Linked DNA regions of Rattus norvegicus: regions 2 and 3 are each linked to region 1. Evidence: chromatin contacts called from public Hi-C data. All regions are on one chromosome and are shown on one strand. The core of a region is the stretch at or near the end of the contact, and the rest is flanking DNA. Distances in the headings are between cores, read along the strand shown. Region 1 holds the start of Ggt7 (gamma-glutamyltransferase 7). Region 2 holds the start of Procr (protein C receptor). Region 3 holds the start of Trpc4ap (transient receptor potential cation channel, subfamily C, member 4 associated protein).

The links. Hi-C and Micro-C count contacts between places; a contact is called where the count stands out from the background.
Region 2: a Hi-C map of liver shows a contact between it and region 1, with 2.9 times the contacts expected there. The contact joins the promoter of Procr here to the promoter of Ggt7 in region 1. A contact is called at or near these places in 9 of 12 Hi-C or Micro-C datasets (the A7r5 cell line, Schwann cells, frontal cortex and 4 more) and 1 of 1 datasets of contacts at active chromatin or transcription factors (oligodendrocytes).
Region 3: a Hi-C map of liver shows a contact between it and region 1, with 2.6 times the contacts expected there. The contact joins the promoter of Trpc4ap here to the promoter of Ggt7 in region 1. A contact is called at or near these places in 4 of 12 Hi-C or Micro-C datasets (frontal cortex, kidney, liver and 1 more) and 1 of 1 datasets of contacts at active chromatin or transcription factors (oligodendrocytes).

Annotation. Positions count from the first base shown.
Region 1 is chr3:164,460,225-164,463,149 of GRCr8, reverse strand. Ggt7 (gamma-glutamyltransferase 7) reads left to right here and starts at 1,520. Exons shown (of 15, transcript NM_130423.2): 1 at 1,520-1,700. The coding sequence starts at 1,532.
Region 2 is chr3:164,713,170-164,716,094 of GRCr8, reverse strand. It overlaps Procr (protein C receptor), which reads right to left and starts at 1,368. Exons shown (of 4, transcript NM_001025733.2): 1 at 1,172-1,368. The coding sequence starts at 1,241.
Region 3 is chr3:164,651,721-164,654,645 of GRCr8, reverse strand. It overlaps Trpc4ap (transient receptor potential cation channel, subfamily C, member 4 associated protein), which reads left to right and starts at 1,523. Exons shown (of 19, transcript NM_001100748.1): 1 at 1,523-1,729. The coding sequence starts at 1,562.

The DNA.
Region 1 (2,925 bases), core at 271-2,770:
GATGAGAGGACTCAGTCCTCACTGAGGAGCCTCCACATACACTGAAGGAGTGGACAGCACCCAGGTGACACAGATCAAGGATCCCTATAGATCTCACTAATAAGAACCTCTCTGTGGGGAAGAAGACATAAATAAGTTTGCCTATTGATCTGAAGACGGTCATCCCTTATTCGCAGCTCCACTGCCCAGCTCTGACACGCCATCCTTCCTAAATCCTTCTCCTGAAACTGTTCCCTATCTACTGCTGCCCCCTGCTGTCTACAAGTAACACGGCTGCTCAATGTTCCGTGGTAAATACTAAAACAGCTCAAGTCACGCTGAGCCGGGAGCCAGGGATCAGGAAAGAAAGGAGTATTGCATATCCACAGCTTCACCAACCCCATTTCCCTGTCTGTGGACCTAAGAGTAGAAGTTTGGACTCATAACTTTCATTCTTGGAGCTAGGAGAGCAGTTCCAGAGACGGGCTTGGCAAGCACCTAGGGTTCAGAAACCCGTTTTCATTCTTACCTTTCTTTCCCCCTCTTCTTTCTTTGCTTCTCCCCCGCCCTCCTCATCCTTTTCTTTTTCTTCTGATGCCAGGCGTCAACCCCTCACACAGGCAAGCACTCTACCAATGAGTTACTTCCTAAGCCCCTGTTCTTACCCCACTGTCCTGCTCTACCACACCATTGTTACTTTTCCTTTACCTCCAGAACCACATCAAGAACTCTTTAAAATGCCAAAGAACATTAAGGTTCCAAAGACCATGTTCAGGCCTACTAGGTCACATTTTCTGAAGTGGAATCTGAGGATTTGCTTCTAAAAGTCCTAAAGTTGGGAGTGGGCTTTCAGGAGGGGCCAATCTCCCATGCTGATACGTCAGGACGGTTCCAGAAGGAGTTAGGATTTAAAAGAGAAATGTGAGCAATTTGGTGGGGGCACAGAGAGGGATTCGAGATCGAAGGAGAGGTTCAAGAAGGTCTGCAAATGAAAAAGCAGTCAGGATGAAATAGGGGTTGGGGATTGAAAAGGAATCTTGGGTTGAAATGAAGGCAGACTCATAAGTTGAAAAGAACTCTGAGGGTTTGAAGAGTAGTCTTGAGAGGGGTCGGAGGAATAGTTTGAGATTAGAGGAGGAGAATCTTGGCGACCACAGAGAGATTAAGGGTTCTAAGAGGTGAGTGGTCATAAGATCTGAAGTCAAGGAGAAATTTGCGCTCAAAAGTCAGTCTGTGGTCCTAAACGCATATGGAATCTGAGCTGGATTCAGACAGGAAGGAGGAAAGACCGGGAATTGTTTGAAGATCTGAGAGTAGCGTCCTCTTCCTGGCAACCTTCCACTGTCCTCTGGGCTCCCATCCTCCTGCACCTGCCTGCAGGCTGCAAGCAATAGACTTTAAGCAGGCGGGGGCGAGTCAGACTAGGACACTGCTGAGGGTGGGGGCGCCCCCTCCCGGCTGTCCAGGAGCTCAGACCCCGCCCTCCGCCCTCGCACCCCCCCCTTCACTGCCACTTCCGGCAGGCTCTGCGCTGCTGGGGGTTAGGGCGAGGATGGCGGCAGAGAACGAGGCTAGCCAGGAGAGCGCCCTAGGCGCCTACTCACCAGTAGACTACATGAGCATCACCAGCTTCCCGAGGCTGCCCGAGGACGAGCCAGCGCCTGCGGCCCCGCTGAGGGGCCGTAAGGACGAGGATGCCTTCCTGGGAGACCCGGATACTGGTGAGGCCCTCTGGCCCCATCCCTGCCCCACCTTGGGGGGTGAGGGTGGGGGCTGGCGTCCTGGTCCTCCTCCTTCTGTTCTGAGCATCCATTTCCATTCTCCCATCTCCTTCATTCATCCGCTGCATCCTGGACCTCTCCCCTTCTCCCTCAGCCCTGTTAACTGTCTGGTGGGGAAAGGGGTATTTTTGCCTTAGAGGCGTAGGATGCGACACAGGAGAGGACGCAAGGACTGCAGCAGAAAGGACTATGATTACCTTTTAGGAAGAACCCATTGAGAAGGAAGGGACGCTGGAGGGGAGAGCCTATAGAACAGCTGTGATCACCTAGTAAAGGCTTGTCTCTAGCCACAGAGGACAGGATAGAGGAAACCAAGTAGGAGACTGCAGCAGGCGGGATGGAGTCTAGATCTTAAGGAGAACTTCACCACAGCCGGGGATTATGGGAAGCAGAGTGTCCGGAGAAGATCTGAAAAATCTATCTCTTCGTGTCCAGAGATGGGTAAAGAAAAATATGATGCCTCTCGGTCTGGGAATTGTGGGTATTGGGAGACAAGGGGATGGACTGCATGACCTCTCTAAGTCCTTGGGGACTACAGTGCCTTTGCTGCTCTGTGGCTTACCCTACCCCTTCTGGAGATGTGGATCTGGCCCGGATGTTAGTCAGGTTGATAGGAGCTTCTGGTCAGCAACAAGATCTGTGTTCTCAACCCTGTGCAGAAACTGAAGGAGATGGAGGTTGGGAAGGAAGCCGGGCTTGAGAGGGAGCTGGGGACCAAGAGAGCTCTTGGTGTTCCTTCCCTACTGCTCTCTCTCCTGTCCATGTGGTCCAGCTCTGTGATCCCCTCCATCCCCGAGCCTGCATCCCTCTGCCCTCTCTCCCTCAACGTCACTTCCTGGCATTAGAGCAGTCTTCTGCTTCCCTCTCTGACTTCCTCCTGGTGGTGCCTGCACTTGAGCTTCATCCCTTTCCGGACCGGAGGATGCTGCTCCAGCTCTTTCTAGCCTGGCTCTTCTGTTGTCACTCCTGTCCCGGCAACCGGAAATCCTCTCCCCTGCTTCCTGACCACCAAACCCCACCAACCTGACTGGATCTCACTTTACCTGTGCTGGGTGTGGGAATCGGGTGTGGAGACTTTGGGTCCTCAAATGGTAGAGCTGCCTGCCAAAACTAATTGTCTTGGGGGGCGGACGGGTAGCTTTGGCGGTAGAAGATGTGGGGAAGG
Region 2 (2,925 bases), core at 119-2,618, 250 kb before region 1:
ATGAAGTGATTGTTACACTCTAGGCACTGTTGTACACACATTATTAACGTATGTATGCCTTCCTCCTAACGCTTTAACATGGTAGCTACTATTATTAACCTCTTGTGTATGGGAATCTGAGGCCAAGATAGTAAGGCAAACCACAATTTGAATCCTGGTAGCTGAAGTCAACCCGCCTGCCTATCTGAAGTCATTGCCTCCCCATAGGACATCTGTCCACAGGACAGATCTCAGGGTCTGGCCCCAGCTTGAGATCCACAGCAAGTTTCATTTTCTGATGAATCTCCGTGTTCAGTTTTACCAAATGGCTTGGAGTTCCTCATGCCAACTTTCGGCCACCATGTGAAGAGCTTGTCCGGGTTACTCTGCTGCCTTTGCTCTGCGTGGCAAATCTCTATGGAAGCTGGGTTTGATTATCTGTCTTCAATGCCCAGGAAAGGGCCTTGGCCATGTTGACATTGTAACTCCCTCCTACCTCCCACCCTGTTGAGTTTGAGAAGTTGCTTTCTGTGTTTGCAAGTGTGGATATGTCAGTAACCTTAGCAATGACCTTTAACTGTCCTGTGACCAGGTTTTCCCCTCTGTAACATCAATATGAAAATATTGCTCACCACGGATAAACGAGTCAATGTGTGTATAAAGTACAGTAGGCGCTCTAAATTCTGTCTCTCTGAGGGAGAGACAGAGGCTATAGGAAGTGGGGTGGGGGGGTGGGGTGGGGGGCGGGGGGCGGGGGGAGAGCTGGGCATCAACAGTGTCTGGTGATAATTCCCCCTCTCTGTTTAAGAGCTTCCTGCAGCCTGATCTTCTGACCCTGGCTCTTGGCCTCCCTTCTCCCACCTTACCTGCCCTCACCCCCTCATCTCAACCCCCAAACTTGTCTCTGCTTTCCTAGTGTCTCCCTATTCTGTCCATCTCTTCCTATCTTCCCTAGACTGACACTACTCTCCCTGTCGCCTCACCTCATTCTTACTCTACAGGTCCCTTCCAACAGCCTCCCCCAAGCCTTCTCTGCAGAGTTAACTGAACGTCCTCACCCTGTCTTTGAAATATGAGCCAAAGCCAGCAGCTGTGGACATCCAAGCTGTGTGGGTTAGAAGTCATGTCAAAGTTCCCCAATACACCAAGTCCCCAGAACACCCCCCAAGAAGGAGCCGTGACCCTAACTCACCATCGGAGTTACAAAAGGCGCAGCCAAGCAGCAGCAGCAGCAGCAGCAGCGACAGAAACTTCGTCAACATCCTGGAGCTGAAGTTCTGGGTCCCACCTGGGTCCGGGCAGGCTCGGGCTCCTGAGGTTGCTGATTAGGAAAGAGAAGGGCGGCTGTCCGGGAAGGGCGGGAGGGAGAGGGAAGGGTGGAAAGAGACCAGTGAATGCGTGGAGGAAGAGGGAGTCGGGCTTTTAAAGTGTTGCTTCGCTCTGTCTCATTTCCTACTAGGGGGCCGGCTCGCCTCGGCCCCTCCCAGCCGCGGGCCCTCCTGCCTGGACCTGCCCGTTTCTCCTCCCGCTGCTGGCTTCCGAGGCTAGAGGAAGAGCGGAAAAGGGGGAGAAAGGCTTGGTGAGAAGTCCGGTCGCCGCTGAGTCAGGGGGTGGGGCGTCTGCTTTCGATGTTGCCAACTCAGAGAATGTAGAGATGACGGGGAAACTGAGGTCCAGAGAGATGTAGGGATTTGCCCAAAGTTTGTACTTCGTGATGACGCCAGATCCAGGAATAGAATTTAGCTTTCCAGGACTGCTGCCTACATTTTATTAGAAGTTTAAGTACACAGGATTACCCAATTGGAGGAGAGGGGTTCTCAGAAATATGTAGCAGAGATTTGGGAACGATCTAGAGAAATCTCAGCATCGAGCAGGTCATAGTCATTTGGTGGCAATGACGTCACAGATTAGTATGTTTTTAAAAAATTTAGTAGGACAGAATAAGAAACCTGGTGCATTATTCTTAGTAAGCAATATTTCCTGAAATATGTGTTCACTTATATAAGGGCGTTTTGCTTTGTGCGTTTTCTTCTTATTTTTTTAAAAAGCGGGATCTCACTCTATCAGGCTGGCTTTGAACTCACAGAGCTCCAACTGCCTCCTGAGTGCTGGGATTAAAGTTATTAGCCACCATGCCCAGTCTTATGCATTTTTAAGTTGGTATGTACAGTAATGGGTTTCATTATGGCATTTTTTTCATACATTATGTCATTCTCCTGAAAGAATAAAGATTTTAAACTATCCCCCACTGACCCTGCTGTGAGGACAAGTGCACCTCACAAAAGAATAACATAACATGTTATGGAGAAGTAGTCCAGCCATAGACCACCTGGCCTCGATAAGGCCTGGCTCAGCATAAACCATCCTGCCTCGATAAGGAAGGCCTGGCTGAACATAAGCCATCTGGCCTCGATAAGGCCTGACTTACCAGTCCTGAGAAAAAAGAGTTGGGGTCAGCTCATCCAAGAGGCAGGGTGGCCTGAAGTTAGATCATGTGCGCCAATGTAAACAAACCAGTGAAATTGCTTTGCTTTGTGTGACTGTTGCCAACTACCTATGTAGTTTTCCCTATAAATGCCTTCCCCTAGTTGGGCTTGGGTCGACTCCTCTGTCTCCTGTGTGAGATACGTGTTGTCCCCAGAGCTCTGGTTCCTCAAATACACCTCTTGTTCATTACATCAAGACCAGTTTCTCTTGAGTTCTTGGGGTTTGCGTCGTCTTGAGATTTGAGTGGGGGTCTTCCCCACCCCACTGGTCTTTCATTTGGGGGCTCGTCCAGGATCTCATGACCACTCACAACTCCAAAGACCTTCTTGGAGGTAAGGGGGATCCCCAATTGTGTCTGAGTGTGTGGCCGCTGTCTGTGTCTGTTTCTGTTCTGGTTCTGGTTAGTATCTGAAAAGCGCTTTGGTTTTGCAGCTGCTTTCTGGAGCTGTGCGGAGGACC
Region 3 (2,925 bases), core at 274-2,773, 190 kb before region 1:
ACTTTTGAGATTATTGTACAATTGTATCATTTGATTCCCTCCAAACCCTCCTCCCTCTTCTTGCTCCTTCAATAAAAATTTTTCTTAACTTTAAAATTACATTCAAAGTGTGTGTGTGTGTGTGTGTGTGTGTGTGTGTGTGTGTAAAAGAGTGATTGATTGATTGATTGATTGATTGATTAGAGGGCAATTATTTGATTTGGAGGAATCATTTCTCTCCTTCCACCTATATGGGTTCAGGGGACCCAACAACTTAGGTCTCCGACAGTCTTGGCAGCCGGTGCCTCTACGCACTGACTTAGCTCTCCAGATCCTATTTTATTTGCTTTAAACTAGGCAACCTGGCAGTGATCTGCTGGAGGTGGGAGGGAGCCACACCTTGTAAGTGAGCATGAAGATGACAACCGCAGTCTAGTTGGCCTTGGCAGTGCTCATAAACTGTTGTTCCGCTGCAATTACTACATCATTCCACTCTTTAAAGACTTCTGGTTTGGGCAACAAATTGTATCCACCTTAGTTACAAGTAGCAAACTTCAAGGCATCCTAATTTGACACACTCAACTCTTCTCATTCTGTTACAAGATTACCTCCTAGAAGAGAAAGTGGAGAGAGAGAGAGAGAGAGAGAGAGAGAGAGAGAGAGAGAGAGAGAGAGTCTGCACAACCCTGCTACAGAGGTTTGTCCAAGCATGTGAATTCAGTTCTACTTGTGGGGAAAATTAGGGCAATGTTCTACTTCATAGGGGATCAGTTTGCCAATCCTGTCTCCTTGCGTTATTCCATTGAACATCATGGCTGTCATTGAACGACATAGACAATTGCTTTTATTTGTGTGGATTTGCTGTGGTCCCCTGAAATCCTCATTCCCTAACAGGGTCCTCTGCGTTTCTACTTGTCACCTCACCCTCCACCTCACCTGTCTATTCAGTGTGAGGAGTACAGCTGGTGCCTTTAGAAACTATTGACATCTGTAAATGAAAAATTTTTTTTGCCATTTTCTTCGAATAAGCCATAGCACATTGATGGTCCTTTATGTATCATTTACATAAAACATATTTGTTAATTCTAATAAAATATTAGTTGACTGATCCGGCTCCCAGGGCCTAAATATTGAATGGACTAAGGGCTAGGGGTAAAGTGCAGTGACTTGGCTAAAGTCAGTTGTAAACGGAAGAGGACATCTGTCAAGTGTCAACTCTGGCCTAGGGCCTAGAATCCTTCCCTGGCCACTGGGCTGCATCATTTCCCACTAGACGAAAAATTTGAGACCTTGTGCACGCAGCGACTGACCGGTCATCCACTTGGAGCAACCTCGTAGAAATGCTGGAAGTGGGACGTGGGAGAAAAATAAGTGGGTGGTCCAGGAAGAGCAGCATCTCCGCTACCTGCCCACCCTCCGCAAAGACTACAATTCCCATAAGGCCTTGGGGCACGTACAGCCCTTGCCACGCGGCTTGCACCTCCGCGTCAGTCCACTGGGGGCGATATAGAGTCCTCCGCCGCCCCGTAGAAATCGACGCGGCTTCGGGACCGCTTGCTTCCTGTTTGTCGGACGAGGAGACATGGCGGCAGCGCCCGCAGCGGCTGGAGCTGGGGCCAGCCGGGGGAGGCGGTCGGCCGCTACCGCGGCGGCGTGGGGCGGCTGGGGAGGTCGGCCGCGACCGGGTAACATCCTGCTGCAGCTGCGGCAGGGCCAGCTCACCGGCCGAGGCCTGGTCCGAGCGGTGCAGGTACGAGGCCGGCCCGGAGGGGCGGGGCGGGGCGGGCCAGGCTGGAGCTGGCCAGGGGCCGGGGAAGAGGCCTTTCCAGGCCGCTGCGGGACCGGCCAGATCCCCCTTGGCTGGCCGCGGCGCTGTCCTGTGTGCCGTCCGGACGCTGTCAGCCACGGTGGGACGAGGGGCAGCGGCCAGCTCGGAGGCCTGCGGGTCTGGGCCGAGTGGGATCGGACTGCCTGGGGTATTGATGGCGCGTATAATAAGCCCTGGGCCGAGTTTCTAGATCCTCATTTCCCTGCGCCACGTCTGCGTGTCTGGAGGACCTTGGCGAGTTGGCTTCATCTTCTACTGGTCTCGTGTTTGCCCCTTGTAAGCAGGTCGGGGTCCTCTTCACTGCAGCACCCCCGCCCCCCCAAACGGTTCCCAAGCCTATCATAAATGTCATCTTCTCAGAGGCCTCAACGTTCCTCCTCCTTTTCTAAAGTAGGCCCCCGTTGTTATTCTATCAGATCACCCAATTCCTTTTCTGTTGCACTATTTTCTTAGCCTGTAATTGCATATTTCTTTGTTGTCTGCCCTTTTCACGCCTTTCTCCCACATTAGGCTGAACTCCAACGGGTGCAGAAGACTGTTTTACTAACGTAGGGATACATGCTTTGGGGGAAGAACTTTAGTTCAAAGCCCTGTTCTCTTTCTTGCTTCGACAAGTTACCTTTTCAGGGCCGTAGTTTCCTTCTCTGATTCACCCTTTAAGGTTATTGTTAAATTCAGAGGAGATAGTCGTGTCAAGTGTTAGGGTATTTCAGGTGCATGTAAGGGCTGAAGGGTCATCAGTTATTGCTATATTTAATGCCTAGCTCATCTTTACACCAATTGATGTCCTATACATGTGGTGTTGGGGTGTATGTATGTCTGTTGAGGGGTATAGGACACAACCTTAGAATAAAGCAGGATAGATGACTTCTTTCACTTTTTCTTCGTTCTCCCAGGTGGACCCAGAAAACATTAGCTTAATTTCAAGATAGCTTTGTATATCGTTTTGAGGGATATATAAAGGACCAAACAGTATTGATGGGAGAGGGACAGGAATTAGGTGAGCAGATGAGGGAATAGGTATGAGATTTTTCTTAACATACCACTACATATTTAAAGTTAATTTCGATCCGTTTGACTATTACCCAATGAACTGAAGAGATAAAGGTGAGATGGTC